Regions from separate parts of the Mus musculus genome. Here region 1 is linked to region 2. The links are chromatin contacts, called in public Hi-C maps. All regions are on one chromosome and are shown on one strand. The core of a region is the stretch at or near the end of the contact, and the rest is flanking DNA. Distances in the headings are between cores, read along the strand shown. Region 1 overlaps Ncoa7 (nuclear receptor coactivator 7). Region 2 overlaps Ncoa7 (nuclear receptor coactivator 7).

The links. Hi-C and Micro-C count contacts between places; a contact is called where the count stands out from the background.
Region 1: a contact with region 2 is called in a Hi-C map of the MNK3 cell line, with 4 times the contacts expected there. The contact joins two enhancer-like sites. A contact is called at or near these places in 3 of 484 Hi-C or Micro-C datasets (the MNK3 cell line, bone marrow-derived macrophages and embryonic stem cells) and 1 of 9 other capture datasets (adipose tissue).

What each region holds. Positions count from the first base shown.
Region 1 is chr10:30,784,986-30,790,487 of GRCm38.p6, forward strand. All of the region lies in intron 1 of Ncoa7 (nuclear receptor coactivator 7), which reads right to left. Among named protein-coding and RNA genes, the nearest start is that of Ncoa7, 16 kb to the right of the region's middle. Within about 2 kb of position 2,941, at least 26 of the 459 cell types and tissues checked have an H3K27ac peak or open chromatin away from gene starts, as enhancers often do. A contact at or near this core is called in the MNK3 cell line, where this site is marked.
Region 2 is chr10:30,675,235-30,680,558 of GRCm38.p6, forward strand. The region is part of intron 10 of Ncoa7 (nuclear receptor coactivator 7); the gene reads right to left. Among named protein-coding and RNA genes, the nearest start is that of Hint3, 60 kb to the left of the region's middle. Within about 2 kb of position 3,012, at least 15 of the 459 cell types and tissues checked have an H3K27ac peak or open chromatin away from gene starts, as enhancers often do. A contact at or near this core is called in the MNK3 cell line, where this site is marked.

The DNA of each region.
Region 1 (5,502 bases), core at 1,691-4,190, 110 kb after region 2:
AGAGGAAGAGGCTAGGCCACATGGATCTGCATATTTCCAGAAGGTCTTTGAGGCAGGATGCTTCCTTAAACTGTTGTTTGTTCATGTGTGTTTGTTTGGAGTGTTATGCACACTGCATATGGCTCTTCCTGTATGTAAATACTGTTAGCACAGTCTCCAGGAAGCAGCAGAGCTCACAAAGCCTGCCTTGTCCACCTTGGGTAATGATGAGAGCTGTTGTTGACCTGCAGGCTGCTCAGCTTGGCTCTGGAAAGCAAAGTGTAAGTAGGAGTGAACTCAGCATGTGGTTCCAAGAAACAAAGCCCAACACCAAGCATCTACAGCTGAGGCAGAAGGATGGCCTCCTTTTGAAGCCCAGGGTAGGATAAAGAACGTGCTCTATGTCTGCCTAGGCTGAACAAGAAAGAAGATCCTGTCCCACGCAATCAAGCAAGCAAGCATTAAACAGCCCAACAAGCAGTTAGCCTTAAGAGAATAACTACAGTTTGAAATAAGCAGAGTTTGAAATTGAGCCAGCATTATGAAGTTTTCTGATGTTTTGGGGGAAGAAACAAATTTAGCTATATTTTTCCAAAAATCTAGGTCAAGGAACAAGCATTTGGTGAATACTTTTTTAAAAGGGATTATTTCATACAAAATTACTCCATAAAAAATTGTCTATAGAATCCTGTAGAAGATTATCTGCAGTAGACTAGATTATTTTGTTATGAACCTCCCACCCCAATCCCCTGTCATGCTTGCAATGCAGTGCTTACTTTTTAGAATAGTACAGGGTCCTTTCTTTCTTCCTTCCTTCCTTCCTTCCTTCCTTCCTTCCTTCCTTCCTTCCCTCCCTCCCTCCCTCCCTCCCTCCCTATTCTTCTTTCTTTCTTTCCTTTCTTTCCTTTCTTTCTTTCTTTCTTTCTTTCTTTCTTTCTTTCTTTCTTTCTTTCTTCTTTCTTTCTTCCTTCCTTCCTTCCTTCCTTTCTTTCTTTCTTTCTTTCTTTCTTTCTTTCTTTCCTTCTTTCTGTTACTTTGATAAGACATTCTGACACAAGAAACTTAAGGGAGAAGCAGTTTGTTTGGACTCACAGTTCCAAGTCATGGTCTATTTCTGAGAAGTCAGTGTCAGTAGGCAACTGACTATACTGCATCCATGGTCATGAGCAGAAACTGCTCCTTCTTTTCATTCAGTCCAGTGCCCCATGCTTAAAAGGGTGCTTCCCACATTCAGGGTGTGTCTTCCTAACTCAATTAACTCACAGGACAACCTAATCCCCCACTGAGGCTTCCCAGACAGTTACGGATTTTGCTGCACTGACAACCAACAATAACCAGCTGTTACCCACTAAGTTTGTCACGTGATGTCTGAGCAGCAGAATAGACTGTGAGTACTAATAAAGTTACTTATTCTGACCCAGAGCACCAAGTCTGGTGAGTTGCGGCTCTCTACCTAATGAACCAGCTTTGGGTACCTGATGTTCCTTCATCAGCTTTATGACATGGAGAACAGATCTGGCCCTCAGCACTGCCAAGCTCAGCAGAGAGCAGCCAAACCGCAGTCAACCTGCAGCCTGGTCATTGTGACATAAATGCTTGTGAATCTAAAGCCATCGAGGTTTGGAAGCTGTTGTGAGGCAGTTTCAAAACCCAAACCCCAGTTTGTCTTCAGTAACATCCTGACCCACATATGGAGTTTCATCAGAAAGACCACAAATCACACAAAATGTAACTGTGTTTATATAGATCTCCAGCCATCCCTGAGAAACTAGTAGTCACAAAGAGAAGTAGCCAAATGACAAAACACCCAAGGATCATTCTTTTCTTCCAGTTGTCCCACACCCAATTTACATGGCTTTTGAATATTCACTGAGAGGACATCAGTTAACACCTTATGTAGTCTTGAGACATTTGTCCAAAGACTTATATATTCTTCGGTGTTCTGACTTGAATAGAATCACCATAAAACCACAGCCTTAACTCACAATCTTCAGTCCATCATACAGGGGCTTTATTTGGAAGGTAGGTCACCAAAACCACAACTAGTTAAGATTTGGTCACTCTTCAGTGTGTGGAGCCCTGACCAATACAATGGCTTCTTTATAAATGACTATGCATTAAAACACAGGAAGAAGATGCTAGGTAAAGACAGGGCCTGAGCTTAGAGTGATACTACTACAAGCTAAGGAAGGGCAAGTGACCAGAAGTAGAAGCAGCAAAGAGGAATTTCTCTACAGGTGTCAGAGGGGATGCGTCCTTGCTGATGGGCAGATTGGAGGAAATGTGCTTTCAGAACTGTAAGTAAATACATTTTTCTGTTTTGTAAATATTGTATTTTATGTATACTAAGTACTTTGCCTACATGTATGCATGTGTACCATGTTCTCTGTGTTCTTAAAGGCCAGAAGAGGCTGTCAGAGCTCCGAGATCTTCAGTTATAGGTTTGAGCCTCCATCTGGGTATTGGGATTTGACTTGGGTTCTCTGCAAGAGCAACAAGCACTCTTAACCACTGAGTCATCTCTCCAGCCCCTATGTTTGTTGTTTTAAGCCACCCTATTTATAGTACATTGTCATTACAAACCTAACATGAAAATATGCTGATTTTAAATTACTTCTCTATATTATCACTGTTTCAAAGGCATGCTGTCGCAAAACTTTACTTTCCCATCAGGACTACTATGCTGTTGTCTCTCATCATTTAAAGGAATTATAAGAATGCCATTTAGGGAACTGGCAAATACTATACTGAGTAACAACAAACATTCATCCAGTTAACACCAGTAATCGGGAGATAAGAGCATGAAAACTCACATGCTTATCAAGAAACTATTTCGAGATAAGAGTTTAATGTAGCCGTAGAATATGTGACTCTGTATTATGCCCTACACATCATACTTTAACAATTTTCAATGAACAAAATCACACTGCCAGTTTCCTAGTGCATCCTTGCATGACATGGCATTTTCTACTTCCTTCTTCTATACACTTTTTAACCAGACTGTGAATCCCAAAATGGCATAGACTGTTTCCAATGCTGTGCAGTAAAAGACAGGTTTACACAATGGGGTAGTATGCCCCCATTGGTTCACATATTTGAAGGCTTGGTCCCACTTGATCAAACTGTCTGGGAAGGATTAGGGGTGGGGCCCCAGTGGAGGAGGTGTGTCACTGGGGTGGGCTTTGAGGTTTCAAAAGTAAATGTAATTCCTACTTATCTCTCTGCCTCATGCCTGTGGATCAGGTTGCAAGCTCTCAGCTACTGCTCTAGCACCATGCCTGCTGCTGTGCTACCCACCATGATGATAATAAGCACCAATAAACTCTTTTATAAGTTGTTTGTCTCTTCACTGCAATGGAAAAGTAAGACACACAGGAACATGCACCACAACTCCTAGCTGGGACTGGACATGGAATTTAATTTTTTTTTAAATTACCTAGTGGTGTGTGTGTGTGTGTGTGTGTGTGTGTGTGTGTGTGTGTGTGTGAGGGGGTATGTATAAGTGAGACAGGCACCTGAGGCCAGTATACAGTGTTGGATCACTTGGAACTGTAGTTAGAAGTGTTCATGAGAAGCCTGACTTGGCTGCTAGGAACCCTACATAGGTTATCTGTAAGAACAGCAAGCACTCTTAACCACTGAGCCATCTCTCCAGCCTCAAATAGATTTTAACTTATTGTTAAACAACAGAAACCAACCGTAGGTAATAGAACAGTAGTGACTGTCACTATTCAGATCTGTACTTAAGCATATTCCACATCAGCAGAAGTATCTGAGTTTAAAATCCTATTTTTCAGCACATGGCAGTGACAACAAAACCCATGTCTTGTTCATTATATACCCCTTATGTGATATATAAAACAGAAATCAAAGATGATATAGCCATTCTAAATTTCTCTTCTTACAGCTGGTAAGGTGTGTGAGTCCTATTTTAGAACCGCTGGTTGAGACTATAAGAGCAGTTAAATAAAACACTTTCTGGGGTTTTCATCCTTTCCAGAAAATGTGAGAACTACTAACTTCTAATAAATGTATAAACTTTAAATACATCCTCTGATAAGTGTGTTAAACTATCTATATCAAACAAGCAATGTTTTATGGATAACAGCTAGGATTTGTTAGTAATTACTACACCCCTATTGTAAGTACACTGCCAACTATACCATCCTCTGCAACTGAACAGTTCAGATTTTAGATCTGGGGAAGGAAAATCTAGATAAGATTTTCAAGCCAATAACCTAATACTAAGAGAACCAAAAGACATAATATTCTAATCTTGAAAATAAGAAGCATGTACAAAGTGGATGAACAAACCCACAACTCATCAATCACTCCTGAGAACATCAGCCACAGAGCAGAGTACCATCCTATGTTCTTGTGCTCTATGTGTATTTGAGTAACACTGTGCTAAAAACAAACTTGAAGGCTATAAGGTAATGTAGGGTGCAATCCCTGAGAGCTTCAGTAAGAAAAAGCAGGCAATAATGCATTCCAGCATTCAGAATGGGTACCCTTAGAATGGGTAGCCGAGCACAAAAAACTTTCCACTTGTTTTATTTTTCCAGAGAGGTTAGGCATTGAGCTCATGGGTAGAACATTTGAAGCTTTGTGCTCCAACTCCAGAACAGCAACATAGACAGAGACAGACAGACACATGCATATGGGTGCACGTGAGTGCGCGCACGTGCACACACACACACACACACACACACACACACACACACACAAGCACAACCTTGGGACCGGTCTGTACACAAAAAAGCAAGTTAGGTACAAGAAAAACCCAACAGATTGTGTGTGGGTGAAGATCCTGAGGAAGTGAAATTACAGTAGCTTTGAAAAGAAGAGGAAACTAAAACATGTCCAACAAAATCTGTAAAGATGAGAGGCAAGAATATAGAAATTCTATGATATATGGTATTTAATAAAATATCATTGCAAAACATGAACAAGTGAAATGTGGGAAAAATATAAATCACTCATGCTCTCATCATATTGAAAAAACCAATTTAATATTTTGTCCTGTTTTGGGCCTTTTTTTTTCTATGCTGCTATAACATAAAATCAAATTAGGGTCTCTTCTCTTGACATCTACTATCCCTACCCATTCCTCCCAAAGAAACTGGGCTCACCACTGAACACACAATCTGATACTTAATTCAATTATTATGATGATCTCCACAGGGTCAAATATTATTTAAAACCATTATTTTGATGACTAAGTATATATGCTGTCATTTTTTAAAAAATGGTTAAGATTTTTCTCAAATTTTTATAATATGACAACAGCTAACATAATTCCTTACTTTACACCAGGCAGCCTTCCCAGTACTTTATATAAATGATCTAATGTTCTAAGTGATGTAGAAGGCTAGATACTATTATTATCTTCATTTGACAGATAATTGAGGCACTAACCTGCCTTAGTTCACGAGGCAGTAACAAACAGTAGGATGATGGTTACATCACTTGCTGTTGCATCCACTCTGACCTCATCTAGCTTGCCACTGGCCTCATTATCAA
Region 2 (5,324 bases), core at 1,762-4,261:
ATCTCTGATATTCACTGATGATTGTAATAGAGATAAACTCAAAGGAAAGAATAGTACCCCTTTCCCCACATCATCATTCTTGAGGGGAGATATCTTTGGGGGCCTTGGGGAGTGCTCCGGCCTTGTACTAGTTACTTAAGGAGACACATTCGAGTATTCCGTGATGCTATTGCATGCCATGATTCTCCTGCTGAAATTTAGACCAAGTCTTCCCCCACGAGCCATTCTAAGGAAGGAAATAGAAGCTCACGCATGTGTGTGTCTCTTGGAAGCTTTAACAAACTAAGGTGGATGAATGAAAACGAGGACATGATAGCTCGAAGGCTCAGACAAGGAGACTGATTTTATTGTAGATATGAAGGAGAGAATAGCCAGAAGCAGCTGGAGGAGTCCAGATTGAAGAGGGCCATGAGAGGGGAGAGATGGCGGAGAACAAGAAAGAGAAGAGTCCCAAGAGGGCAAAAAGGTCAGGAGTGGGCCAAGAGTGGAGCCAAAGTGTTAGGTTTATATAGGAATGCAAAGCTGGGGGAAGGGGAGTAAAGCCCCTAGGATACAGTGGCTTATATTAGGGGGAAGGTGAGACAAGCTAGGAGAAGACAATGTACTGAGTGAGCTTAGAGGCTAAGCATGCTCCTTGGTATGCTAATAGGCACTATACTTAGTTATCTGTACTAGTTTGATGTGTTCTTGTCTACCAGCACCATTCTTTCTAGTATTCTCAATCAGGAAAGCAATCTGGGATGCTCAGGCAAAGAGACCTTTTTAAAAATCTATCTCAACCTCTTCCAGTACTGTCAAATTTTCAGTGAATAATCAATGAGAGTTCTGAATGATCAGAGTGGCATAACGTGAAGTAGCCACTTGTGGGTCAAGATCAGCCTCATACTTTGACTGAGCTCTGGGTCTGTACCTTCCACAGTGGGGTGGTCTCTAGAGAAAGGGGAAAGGTCAGAGTCATAAAGGTGTTAGTAATAAATAGATAATTATATTTATGTCTTACAAATGCTTAGGAAAGCAAGGCTTCCTTTTGGGAAAAAAAAAAAACTTGAATTATTCTTTCTATAAGAAAAGGTATGGCTGCCTGCCTCAAGAACTCTACAAATCAAGGCCCTACAAATCAAGAGTTGCCAAATATACAGATAAGTAAACTGAAGTTACCAACAATGGAACAATGTCCCAAAAATCTGTCTCTAGACATGTTCTAGCCAGCTCAGCTTGACTGCCTTTAAAAGAATTCTGTAGATAGGTCTATTGTTTGTTCCCATAGAGAGGTCAACCATCACAATTACTTCCTGGTTTCGGGCTGTTAACAAAGTTTACGTGACATCAGCAGTGTCCCTAAGTCAGGGCCCCTGATTCCTAGTTCCTATTTCTGTTCCTAAAATTCTATTCTTTTGGTAGGCACGTAGCATAATAATTCAGTGTCAGACTTACCAGTTGATTCAACTCCCGGAAGCAGCATGGCAATGGGCCCTGTCTCAAAGGCTAGAAAAGTTGGCCCTTGCCTGGGAGCAATAGGGAAGATGAGAGGGCAAACTGCAAAGTTACATACTCATGGGGAATGCTCAAATTTTTTTCTTTTAGACATCCAGAGTAAAAACACAGCCTTACTTCTTTCAACATTAACTTCTGACATAATATTAATGCACCCTCAGTTTCTTATGTAGTCAGGAACATCATTCGGGGAAGCTGAGATAAAAGTAAAATGAATGAAAAATTTAAACAACTTGCTCCACACGAGGAAAATTTAAATTGATTTGGAAGGTTTACTTAAGTTCAAAAGTCCTTGGAGACCAAATGGAAGGATTATGTGTCCTATCCTATTCCTCTTTCCAACTCTCTGTGCTTAAGTCCCTTCCCTTTGTTTATATTATGTCAACTGTTTGCGGAACCGGAAGAGGTATGGCTGAATTACAGTTACCTTCAGTTTACTTAGCTGAATTCTTGGACTGGTTCTTTTTACCTAATGGGGTTTTCCTAACCTCAACCTACTTTAGTTTCCAGGACACAACAGACTTCAGAAAGTAAAGCTCTGTCCGCAGACCTCTCTCCCATCCTGGTCCTCTGGATCCCGTCTTGTCCATTGCTTCCTGACTAGTCTTTTACCTTCATGATTCCTCTCTGCCTCAAGTTCCCTCAGCTATTTGGTTCCTTCCAGATTCATACAATTCTAAGCCAATCTGGTCATCCTTACCTTTATTCTTACCCTGTGTGCCTGTCCCAGTCTCCTGCCTACACAGGCCACCTTCTTTAACTTCTCCTCTAGGGAGGCTGTTGGGTTACTCTCCCATGCATAATAGACTCTTTCTTGTGCATCCCACAGTCACAGATTACATGTAGCTCCCTTCCTATTCATCACAGTGAGTAGGGACCTCTTTCCATCACCCCAAGCTCTCAGCCTTCCCTACTTATGCCCTATTTAAATGAAGGATTCTCTACTGTGTAAATAAGAGTCCCCTTGCATCTTGTATCTATCTAGATAATCTATCTATGTATCTATCTATCTAGTTGATCTAGTTCTCCACACTTCCTCTTTTACCCATCGTCACCCTCCTCTGCACCTTACCAGCCCCACTCCCTGCCAACTTTCCCCGTTCTGTTCCCTTACTCTCCCATTCTTTTCATCCTTCTGTGTCCTTCATGTTGATCTTTAAACCTTCATGCTTTTCTCTACCCTTAAAAAAAGGTTGTAGGTTTTCTTTTTTTCTTCAAAGTTCCTTCCCTTTCTTCATTTTCATTTCAGAGTCCATTATTTGAGCTTGCAAATGTTTCAACCCTAAACTCATCTGTTCTGATCTATTTGCTATCAATTCTGCCTTACACACTTTCTGGAAGGAAGTAGAGGGTTAAAAAACACTGTTTCATTACTCATTGTCTCAGTGAAATTGGTTTTCTTTAGTCACCAACTGTGCAAAACAACAACTGTGTGTCAATCCTTATAGCCTTGACCTTAGAAAGGTTGTTGAGGCTTGATGGGCTCAGTAATTCACCTCGTGGCCTGGCCCCTAATGAGTCAGCAGCCTTCAGACATTATCCAGGGCTTTCCTCATAGCTAGCACCATTACCAGTAATTGCAGCCACTGTAGCTGCCAACTAGTCCTGAAGCAGTGTATTGTAATACATGTTAATAAGGAAGCAAAAAACTTGGTCAAGTACTGGGTCCTGGGAAAAGCTAATCTTTTAAAAGGAAGTAGATCGGAGGCTGAAATGAGGCCAAGACAAAAGGGCAGAGAATGGGGGTGACTTTAAAATGCAAAATCAATCACTTTGTCTGGCTCCAAAAATCTCTTCTAGCATCTTCCCAGAGGTTTAGGACTAATTCGAGCTCTACAGCTGCTCAAGATCCTTGTTGGTGCCACACTCTCAAATGTGCTACTGTGTTCAGACACAGAGACCATTCTCATTTTGAATACAGGCTGATTCTTATCATCTATCTGCCTATCTATCTACCTGCCTACCTGCCTATCTGCCTATCTGCCTATCTATCTATCTATCTATCTATCTATCTATCTATCTATCTATCTATCATCTATTTACCTATCATCTATTTAATCCATTATCTCTCTCTCTCATCCATCATCTATTATCTATCTATCATCTATTTAACCTATCTATCTATCATCTATCAATCATCTATCATCCATCCATCCGTCTATCTATCTATCTATCTATCTATCTATCATCTATCTATCTATCTATCTATCTATCTATCTATCTATCATCTATTTAATCCATTATCTCTCTCTCTCATCCATCATCTATCATCTATCTATCATCTATTTAACCTATCATCTATCTATCATCTATCAATCACCTATCATCCATCCATCCGTCTATCTATCTATCTATCTATCTATCTATCTATCTATCATCTATCTATCTATCTATCTATCTATCTATCTATCTATCATCTATTTAATCCATTATCTCTCTCTCTCATCCATCATCTATCATCTATCTATCATCTATTTAACCTATCATCTATCTATCATCTATCAATCACCTATCATCTATCTATCTATCTATCTATCTATCTATCTACCTACCTACCATCATTTTTAGTAAGAGTGTTAGCAGAGGTAAGTCTGATGGAGAAATGTCTATAACAGGGGTCTAAGAAAGCTTGTCAGATGTCACAGTTTATCAGGGTTTATTGAGGGAGACAAAAGAGTTCATTACAGGAGGAAAAAGAAAATACTTCAATTTCCTGAACATGTACAGAGACATGGCATTTGAAGAGTGTGTTGCTGATGTAGCTGTAATAAGGTCAAATTGGATATAGCAGAAAGGAAGATAGGTATTGTGGTCAGGCCTTGTGGTCTTGACCTTCTTACAGAGGTGTCTTGCTAATGCAGATAGAACTGTGACAACATAGGAGGCCAAGTCTTCATTTAGCATGATCAGATCGTGGATCACACAAAAAAAGGAAGAATGAAAGAATGAAAGACAGAAAGACAGAAAGAAAGACAGACAGACAGAAAGAAAGAAAGAAAGAAAGAAGGAAAGAAACAAACAAACAAACAAACAAAAGTGGGACAGAGAATATAAATTGTCCATTGACTATGAGAGATGCCATAGAGCTAAATGATGAATGGCGTTCTTAGAGTCAGACCTTAAGCTGTCCCTGGAGGTGCTGACTCAGTTACCCCTCCTTAGGAGCACAGCCCTGCTCTGCAGAGCTAGCTTAGGAAGGTCTTTTCTCAAGATCAGTGGATGTCTGTAAAGTCAATGATTAGCTCAAGATATTTGCCAAAGCTGTGTACTGAAGTTGCTGAAAGGCAGTTCTAGAAGATGACACATTTCTGGACTTTTAAGGGAATGAAAAAAAAACAAAGATCAGGAAGAATGAAGACCAAGCAATATTTCCCTCAAGGCTTTGTATGTTAACTTTCTAAAAACATGGAAGATATTTACACGGATGACTAATAAAAGTATATCTATTCAGCACTTTTCCTAAATTGGCATTACAGAAGAAGATGCTAGCTTTAGCTTGCGAATCGTTTGGTTTTCTTTCTGTTTCTTTATTTCCTAGCAACATTCTCAATTGAAAATATCACAGTAAGATCACAGCACAGGCTTGGGTTGGGTTAGTGGTAGAGGGCAGGGTGCTGGCTCAATCCTTAGCACTGAAGTAAATAATAAGGAAAAAGAATAAAAGGAAAAGAAAATATTATATAATGATATCCAGTACTTTAAAAATCGGAGGATTTTTATCCTAAAATATACCTTGTTAGGCTGAGCAGAAGCAATGTTGTTCCAGAACGGATGTATTAGTGAATGTCCCAAACAAGGGTTCTGTTAGCACCAATGGTTATTAACAATTC